Linked DNA regions of Mus musculus: region 1 is linked to region 2. The links are chromatin contacts, called in public Hi-C maps. All regions are on one chromosome and are shown on one strand. The core of a region is the stretch at or near the end of the contact, and the rest is flanking DNA. Distances in the headings are between cores, read along the strand shown. Region 1 has its middle 34 kb from the start of Tmem28. Region 2 holds the start of Efnb1 (ephrin B1).

The links. Hi-C and Micro-C count contacts between places; a contact is called where the count stands out from the background.
Region 1: a contact with region 2 is called in a Hi-C map of myocytes, with 4 times the contacts expected there. The contact joins the enhancer-like site here to the promoter of Efnb1 in region 2. A contact is called at or near these places in 5 of 39 promoter capture datasets (the 3T3-L1 cell line, 3T3-L1-derived adipocytes, hippocampal neurons and 2 more) and 2 of 484 Hi-C or Micro-C datasets (embryonic stem cells and myocytes).

The regions. Positions count from the first base shown.
Region 1 is chrX:99,852,015-99,855,689 of GRCm38.p6, reverse strand. No RefSeq gene overlaps it. Among named protein-coding and RNA genes, the nearest start is that of Tmem28, 34 kb to the right of the region's middle. Within about 2 kb of position 2,334, at least 121 of the 459 cell types and tissues checked have an H3K27ac peak or open chromatin away from gene starts, as enhancers often do. A contact at or near this core is called in myocytes, where this site is marked.
Region 2 is chrX:99,133,872-99,137,508 of GRCm38.p6, reverse strand. Efnb1 (ephrin B1) reads right to left here and starts at 1,448. Exons shown (of 5, transcript NM_010110.5): 1 at 496-1,448. The coding sequence starts at 623.

The DNA of each region.
Region 1 (3,675 bases), core at 1,085-3,584, 720 kb before region 2:
AGTGATCTTCTTGCCTCCCAAGTGCTGGGATTACAGACATGTACCACCACGCCTGGCTGGTTCTGACTCTGGTTTGTTGGCTTGTTTGTTTGGAGTGGGTGGATCTTTTGGTGTCTGTCAGTCTCAGTTTTCTCACCTGTAAAGGCCAACTAGTAATCTCTCCTGCATAGGGTTATTGTGAGGATCAGCAGGACACTGTATGCACAGGAACATTACAAATAGGATATTCTTAGCAGTGGGGCTTGTTTACAGACAAGAAGATGTCATTTCCCAGGGAAAGCTACCCAGAAATGGAACCAGGGAAGATAAGCTCTCTTCTTCTGCCATTATTATCTTTCTCAGAGCTCTAGCTTTGATTCTAAGCTTTTGTATCCACCAGGCCACATCTATGGCTCTATCTGACCCTGGGCACTGATCATCAATGGCTCTATCTGACCACGGGCACTGATCTCTAAAGTTCAAGGGCTTGGGCATATTGAAATTTACCAGAAGTGTTTCTTTGCCAGCAATCTCCCTTTGTCATTTTTGAGGTTCATCTTCAATTTTAAAATTTTTATTATATTTATTTACTTGTGTGTGTGTGCTTGTATGAACATAAACATTCTACAATGAGTGTGTGGAAGGTTTTACCTTCAATTATGTGGGTCCTGACCAAACTCTGGTCTCCAGGATTGGTGGCAAGTGCCTTTAGCTTCTGAGCTATCTCAAGGGCTCTACATTTATGGTTTTTCATATGAATTTACAGGTTTATGTGGTGAGTTCAACAAGGCTAAATAAACACAGAGTCAGAGAGAGAGAGAGAGAGAGAGAGAGAGAGAGAGAGAGAGAGAGAGAGAGAGAGAAGAGGGGGGAGGGAGAGAGAGAGGGAGAGAGAGAGAGAGAATATATCTTCCTCATGAAGAACTATCTGTTGTCTTAGAACCTGTAACTATTAGGCTCCATAAGAATAACAAAACCAGAAAAGGTGCTTGCTGAAAGTGGGGCTCAGCATTGTGGGAAAAACTTGATCATGCATGTCACCAGGCACTTTGTGATACGATCAATGTATGTTTGCTGAGAATCAACCTCCAGTAAGCAGTGGGAAGGTCAGAAGGGGAAGATACTGGAGGGTAAAGGTGACAGAGTGGAGCACTTCAGAAACTGGGGGACAAGAAAAGGGCGGCACAGAGGACACAGATGGACTCTGGGTCTCTGGGAAGGCAGGCACATGCGCTGTGCATACGGTCTCCAGTCCTGTCACAATGTACTCCTGAGTGAAGACTGCTCAGACAGATGCCTCGGGAACCCTTCAGAGTCCCTCTGAGTCTCCCACTGGTCTAGACCTAGTCATGGCAGCCCACCAAAGGAAGCCTCTTAGTATAAGAGTTGAAGCCAACCGGCCAAAATGGTGTGGTCTAAGTGTGGAGGGCTTTGAATATAAAGCTTTTGCTTTCTCCAACCATTGCGAACCATTACAGGAGCAGGAAGTCAGACCAAAGCATGAGAAGGCACCTGGCCCCATGCCAGGGAGTCTCTTCTGCAAGGGCAGGAGGCTGGAGGCAGGTGTGGGAAGAATGAAAATCTGGGGACAAAATAGCAGGCATGATGATGGATCGGTAGGAGAGAGGAGGGAGGGAGAGAGGATGAGAGGAAGGAGGCAGGGTAAATGGAGAGCGAGAGGGAAGAGGAGGAGGGAAAGGGAGGAACAGAGAAGGGGAAGAGGAAAAGAGAGAGATAGAGAGAAACTGAGACAGGGACAGACACCCAGACACCATCTGGGTCTTTGTGGTGGAGGAGAGGAAGGCACCAAAGGAGTCCCAGATGATAACTGGCTGGCTTCTTGCTCTAATCGCCAGGGGGAAGGACAGGCCATTAGCACAAACAGTGAATTGGCCCCTTAATGGCTTTCTTCCTTCTGCACCAAAAGGCTGCCCATGCAACCCTGTACATCTTTTCATTCCAGCCTGGCTAGACGGGGCGGCCGGCTCCCAAGCTGTGGCTGAGACTCTGGAGCGCTGAGCTGCATTTCATGGCAGGGTTCCGGGAGGCCCCGGCCTTCAGAGGCCGGCTCTCCAGCCCAGCCTCCCGCGCCCCGCCCATGCCCCAGCCTCAGCCTGCGTTTGGCTTGACAGGGTAGTGGGGAAGCCAAGGCCGCCAGAGGCGGAGGGGAGCAGGCAACTGAGGGCCTGGGTGCGGATGAAGGCGGGAAATGGCCCAGACGCGAGGAAAGCAGGAAGGAGAAAGAGGCCAAGGAGGGAAGGCCGGCAGGGCGGACGGCAACGGACCCCCGCGCCTGGGCCTTGTTCAGCGGCTGCGCCTCCGCCTCCCTGGCGCCTCCCGCCCGGGTAGGAGGAGCCACAGCGCCACCCAGCGGCCGGTATCCGGGAAAGGCAGTTAGGGCTTTTCCGTTGCCCCGGAAGAGCTGGAAGCTGGGTGGTGCAGAGCCTGAGGGAAACACCTGGAAGATACCCTGGGCAAACGCAGGGCAATCTGTGGTTGATTAGCTTTCAAAACCAGACTCTCCGTTCACTTCATCTACCAATCCATCCAGAACGTGGTTGTACTTGAACCTTACCTCAGGTCAGCTGATAATAAGTCTTCTGAAGTTTAACAATCTTCCATGGCTCCCAAAGGACTGCGATGCGAAGCCAACCTAGATTTCCTGTTCTGACTGACCTTCAAGGCCTTTCATGTTTTTACCTTAGGCAATCTTTCAAGCTCATCCCTGGCCACCCACTCTGTACATCCTAAACCACTCTTTCTTACCCAAATGAACTACTTACCACCTCCACATTCATTCACTCTGTGGATGTTGACTAAAGCACTAGAGAAATGACAAAGAAAAAGAAAACAAAAAGCATGATAAAAAGGTCTGTCTTAGAGCTTCCATTCAAACGCAGAGACAACAAACAAGAAAGCAGATGTGAAAACCATTGTCCCGTGTCCACTTATCATTTAAAACAGTTCCATGCAGTCTAGATGGTATAAAAAGCAGGGTGACATGCCAAAATATTGGGGCCAGAGGGGCTCTACTATACAATGAGTAGTCAAGAGAAGCCCTCTGAGAAATTGACTTGTGAGCTGGAACCTGATAATGAAGAGTCAGCCTTGCAAAAATCTGAGGAAGGACATTTGAGGCTGAGGAACTGCAAACAGAAGTTCAGCATAGGTGGGGTGGCTGGAAGGGAGGAAAGTGATAAGGGAAGAGAAGGCAAGTTGTTTCTGCTTGTGGAGAGCTTGGTGAGCCATGGAGAGTTCCGATTGCTTTCTATGTGTGATGTGAAACTATGGGAAGTTGTTAGCAGGAGAAAATGAGATGGGTTTAATCTTTAGAAGAGTTCCACAGGAAGGATACCATCTCAGAGACCCAAAGAGTATTTCTCCATACCTCTTCCAGAATTTTTTGTTAGTTATGTTGTTCGGCTTTGTCATTCTGAGTGGAGTGGGGTAAGATGAAATCTCTAAGTTGTCTTTATTTGCATTTTCCTATTTGCTAGGAAGGATGAACATTTTTGAGATGTTTCTTAACTTGTGTGTGTGTATGTGTGTGTGTGTGTGTGTGTGTGTGTGTTTGGGGACTTCTCTGTTCAGATACCAGGTCCAGTTTTTGAATGGATCATCTGTGCGACATCTTTGCCTCTGGTCTAAGAGTCACTAGTGACCTGGACTCAGTGACACCAATGGGCATGGAAGACA
Region 2 (3,637 bases), core at 199-2,698:
AAGCTGGAGAAGATATACAGATGCTGCCACTCGCCCCGGGGCGCTAGGTCCTGAGCCGCCCTGACACCTAAGCAAATGAGGAACCTGTGTTCTGGCCTGGTCCCTTGCTCAGGTCGATCTCACCCCTGGAGTGGCTGTGAGTGAAAACCACCACGTTCCCAGAGGCCCTGGAGTGGGCTGCTTACTCGCCCCCACCCAGCTCTCGGGTGCGCTCTGGAGCGCCCAGACATTCTATATCTGCCTGGTGTGACCAACAGACGCGATCCGGACTTGAGAGTAGGGCCAAACCGAAGGATCGAAACGCAGCTAAGTGCCCCCACCCCACCCTTCCGCACCCTACCCCGACTGCCCGCAAGAAAACACTAGAAAAGGCCAGATATAAAATAGGGCGCCGCACCTCCTACGGACAACCCCCCCCACGCACTTGGGGGTGCACGACCTCACCCCGAAGAAGTGCCTCCCACCCCCAGGGACCAGAGTAGATAAGTTACTCACTTAGGGTTAAGAGAGCTCCAGGACACGGGCTCCAGGTTCTTGGCCAACGGCGTGGCAAGCCGGCACAGCGTCAGCACGACCATAGCCACAAGCCACTTGCTGAGCCAACGCTGCCCAGGCCGGGCCATTTTCCCCGGGGCAGAATGCACTTCAGGATCCCCTAGCGCCTCCTCAGCAAAGCTCGCCTCGCCTGCCCGTGCCGCGCAGCGCTCGGAGCCACTCAGGCGCCCATCCTCCGCAGCCGCCGGCCTTGAAGCACTCCCCTCCCGCTGGCCTCGGGGTCGCTCTCCTTCGCCCGGCTGGCCAGGAGGACTCACTGGGCAGGCGTCCCCAACCCGCGCATGGGCTGCGGCCTCCGAGGACTTTCTTCCCTGGCCTCTCCGCCGCACGAGGCGCGACGGGGGCTCGCCGCCCCCGAGTGATCCCGCCGGATTCCGCTCGGCTCTCCCAGATTGTTTGAGACTGCAAGTCCTCTCCCCGATCGGGTCTCCCTGAAGAGCGCTCAGTGGCTGCCCCGACGCCTCGACCGTCCTGGGATTGACGCCTCTGGGAAGAAGAGGCGGGTTGTCTCCCAACAATGCGAGCTCGGTCCCCAGGCTCCCGACTGGGTCCCCCTAACACGGACTCCGTTCCTCCGGGCCACAGTGGGACTCCGCGCCGGCGCGTCCCACGACAGCTTCTACTTTAGCACCGGCCCTTCTCAGTATACTTAAAAGGCTAGTACGGCCCTGCCGAGCAAATCAGTCCCGTCGATTTGCACCTCTGAAGCCTCGGCCGGGTAGCCCGGCAGCCCGGTCGCCAAGTCCTTAATCCCCGGCGATTGAGCCCGAGTGTCTGCAGTCAGTGCGAATCACACACACCCCCCACTGCTGTCCAGCGCGCATAGACTCCCTCCGCTGCCGCTGAGCTTTCTACTCTCCTGCTCAGGCGAGCACAAGGCCAACCCTGCTCCTTCGAACCAATAGAAAGCTCTGTGACGGGGTCCTTGCCCCATACCACGCCCACAGAGCAGGAAGGGGTGGGGCTTCGGGGAGCTCATAAGGACGCTGCTCTCTCGATGGCACGAATCTGAATGTGCGGCTCTTGCGGTTATGCCTCTGTCCCGCTTAGTCTGGTTCCCAGGGAGTTCTAGGGAAGTTGGCGCTTCCCAAAAGCTGCTGGCCTGCTCTCATGCACACCCGGTCAGCACCCGGCCCACTGACCTAGAGCAGACAAACCCTGTCCCAAGTACCTCCAGAAAGCACCGTCCTTGTGTTCTTTTTATACACACAAACACACCCCACATGCGCATACTCGCGTACCAGCCCCAGAATCCCACTCGGTGCCCACTTCTGTCAGCCTGCCTGCTCCCAGTCCAGTCACTACCTACACTCTGTTGGACCCCGTCTTCCTGTCCTCGTAATGCACTCCTTTTTTGCATTGACCACGACAAGAGTCTATTAGACTATTAGAGGTTAGAGCTATGGGCAGTGGAGACTCAGAAAAAGTATTGTGTCCAAAGGGGAGGAGGAATTTATTTGCATCTAGTGAACCAAGCCTTTAAAATTTTCATCTTCGAGAGCGAGCCCTTTGAGACCCTCCACCCCAAACTCCAGGCACACAGATTTAGTCAGTCCTGTCTGAAGGCATACGAAAGGGCCAGGAGCAGGCAAGTAGGGACGAGAGGTCACAAACTGTACAGAAAGCTCTAGGACAGGGGAGAAAGGAGCAGAAGAGAAGCCTTTTGAAAGAGCAAAAGCAGGCATCTGGGCCCTGAGATTCCGGACTCCAGCCTTTCCCGGCCTCGGCCTCACCATCTGGGTCTTTGTCTCCCAGCACTGGCCCATTCTCTCCGCCCCTCCTTGTCTCTTTGCTTATAATTTGGCTCAATCCCATAGCTCAGACCCTCCCGGTCTGACCTACTCGCTTTTCTCAGGTCCCAGCGGACGTACCCACGTGCTAATGTCTCCCCCTGCTGGCCTTCTATAGACTTGCGGGCTCCCGGGATAAGCGGAGGCCTCCCACCTAGAGCCTGCTGAGCAAGTCTGGCACTCAAAGCGCTCAGAGGTAGGCATGGCAGTAGCAAGAGCCGGCCACTGGCCACTCATGTAAGAAAGGTGGGAAAGATCTGGGCTTGGGGACTTCAAAGGTTAGAAAGGCTTCCTATATTCGCGCCCCTCCTTTTTCTCCTCCTCGCTGCCTCCTCTTTTCTTTTTGTAATGAATCGGGTTCTAACTTTAGACTTACTAGGCAAGGTAAGAAGGACCAAAGAACCAAATTCCAGTTCCTTCTTGTTGCTTCTCTATGGAGATAACGGTCTGAGCCCCATCCTTTAGGGGCTTTGCCATTTATGAGTTCCATGTCCATTCTTGAGTCCTTCACTGCATCATCTAATCATCTCTGTCGTTCTAGTGGGGGCATCTATGTGGGGTTCTCCCACCTTTGGAGCCAGAGACCTTGCAACATTCAATGGCTCTGGGTACACACTCTAGGGCCTTTGTTTTCCCAATTGGACTCTGCACTGGGATGCAAGCAGAACAAGGAGAGATACAAATAAGGTAGAAAGACACACCAGCAGTCCACCTGAGACCCCTGCCATCAAAGGACTTCCAGATGTGAATCTAGAAAGCAGCCAGCTGCTTACAAAGTCCCTACAAGGCATCACGGACCACTGCGGATGATTTTCTTTCACCATCCTTTGAAATCAGTTCTGCTATCCCCATTTTTACTTAAAGAGGGAAACTAAGGCTCACGATTGACATATCCTGACCTATCCCTGGGGTCGTTCCTGGTGTCTCTGTCCCCAATTTTACAGCCATTCCTTGTACTATACAGATGGACCCACTTGCAGATGCTCCATGCATACTCACTCTCTTGGCTTATTGTAAATTACAAGCTTCGAGGTTCCTGGAAAACCACAGCCCCCAGGATGGCCAGATCACTGCTCCTCATTCGCAGGTCTCAGAAGGTCACTAATCCTAGGAAGGGTCATTAATTTTGGCCATAGAGCAAAGTGCTTCTCAGACAGGGTCACTATCCCAGGTTGGCCCCAGAGTTTTCCTTTTCATGGCCAACATGCCTTGTGCCCCTCCAGAGGACACTAAATGGGAGCTACCAGACTTGGGAAACAGGAAGACAGAGGTATTTTCTGAGTGCCAACATC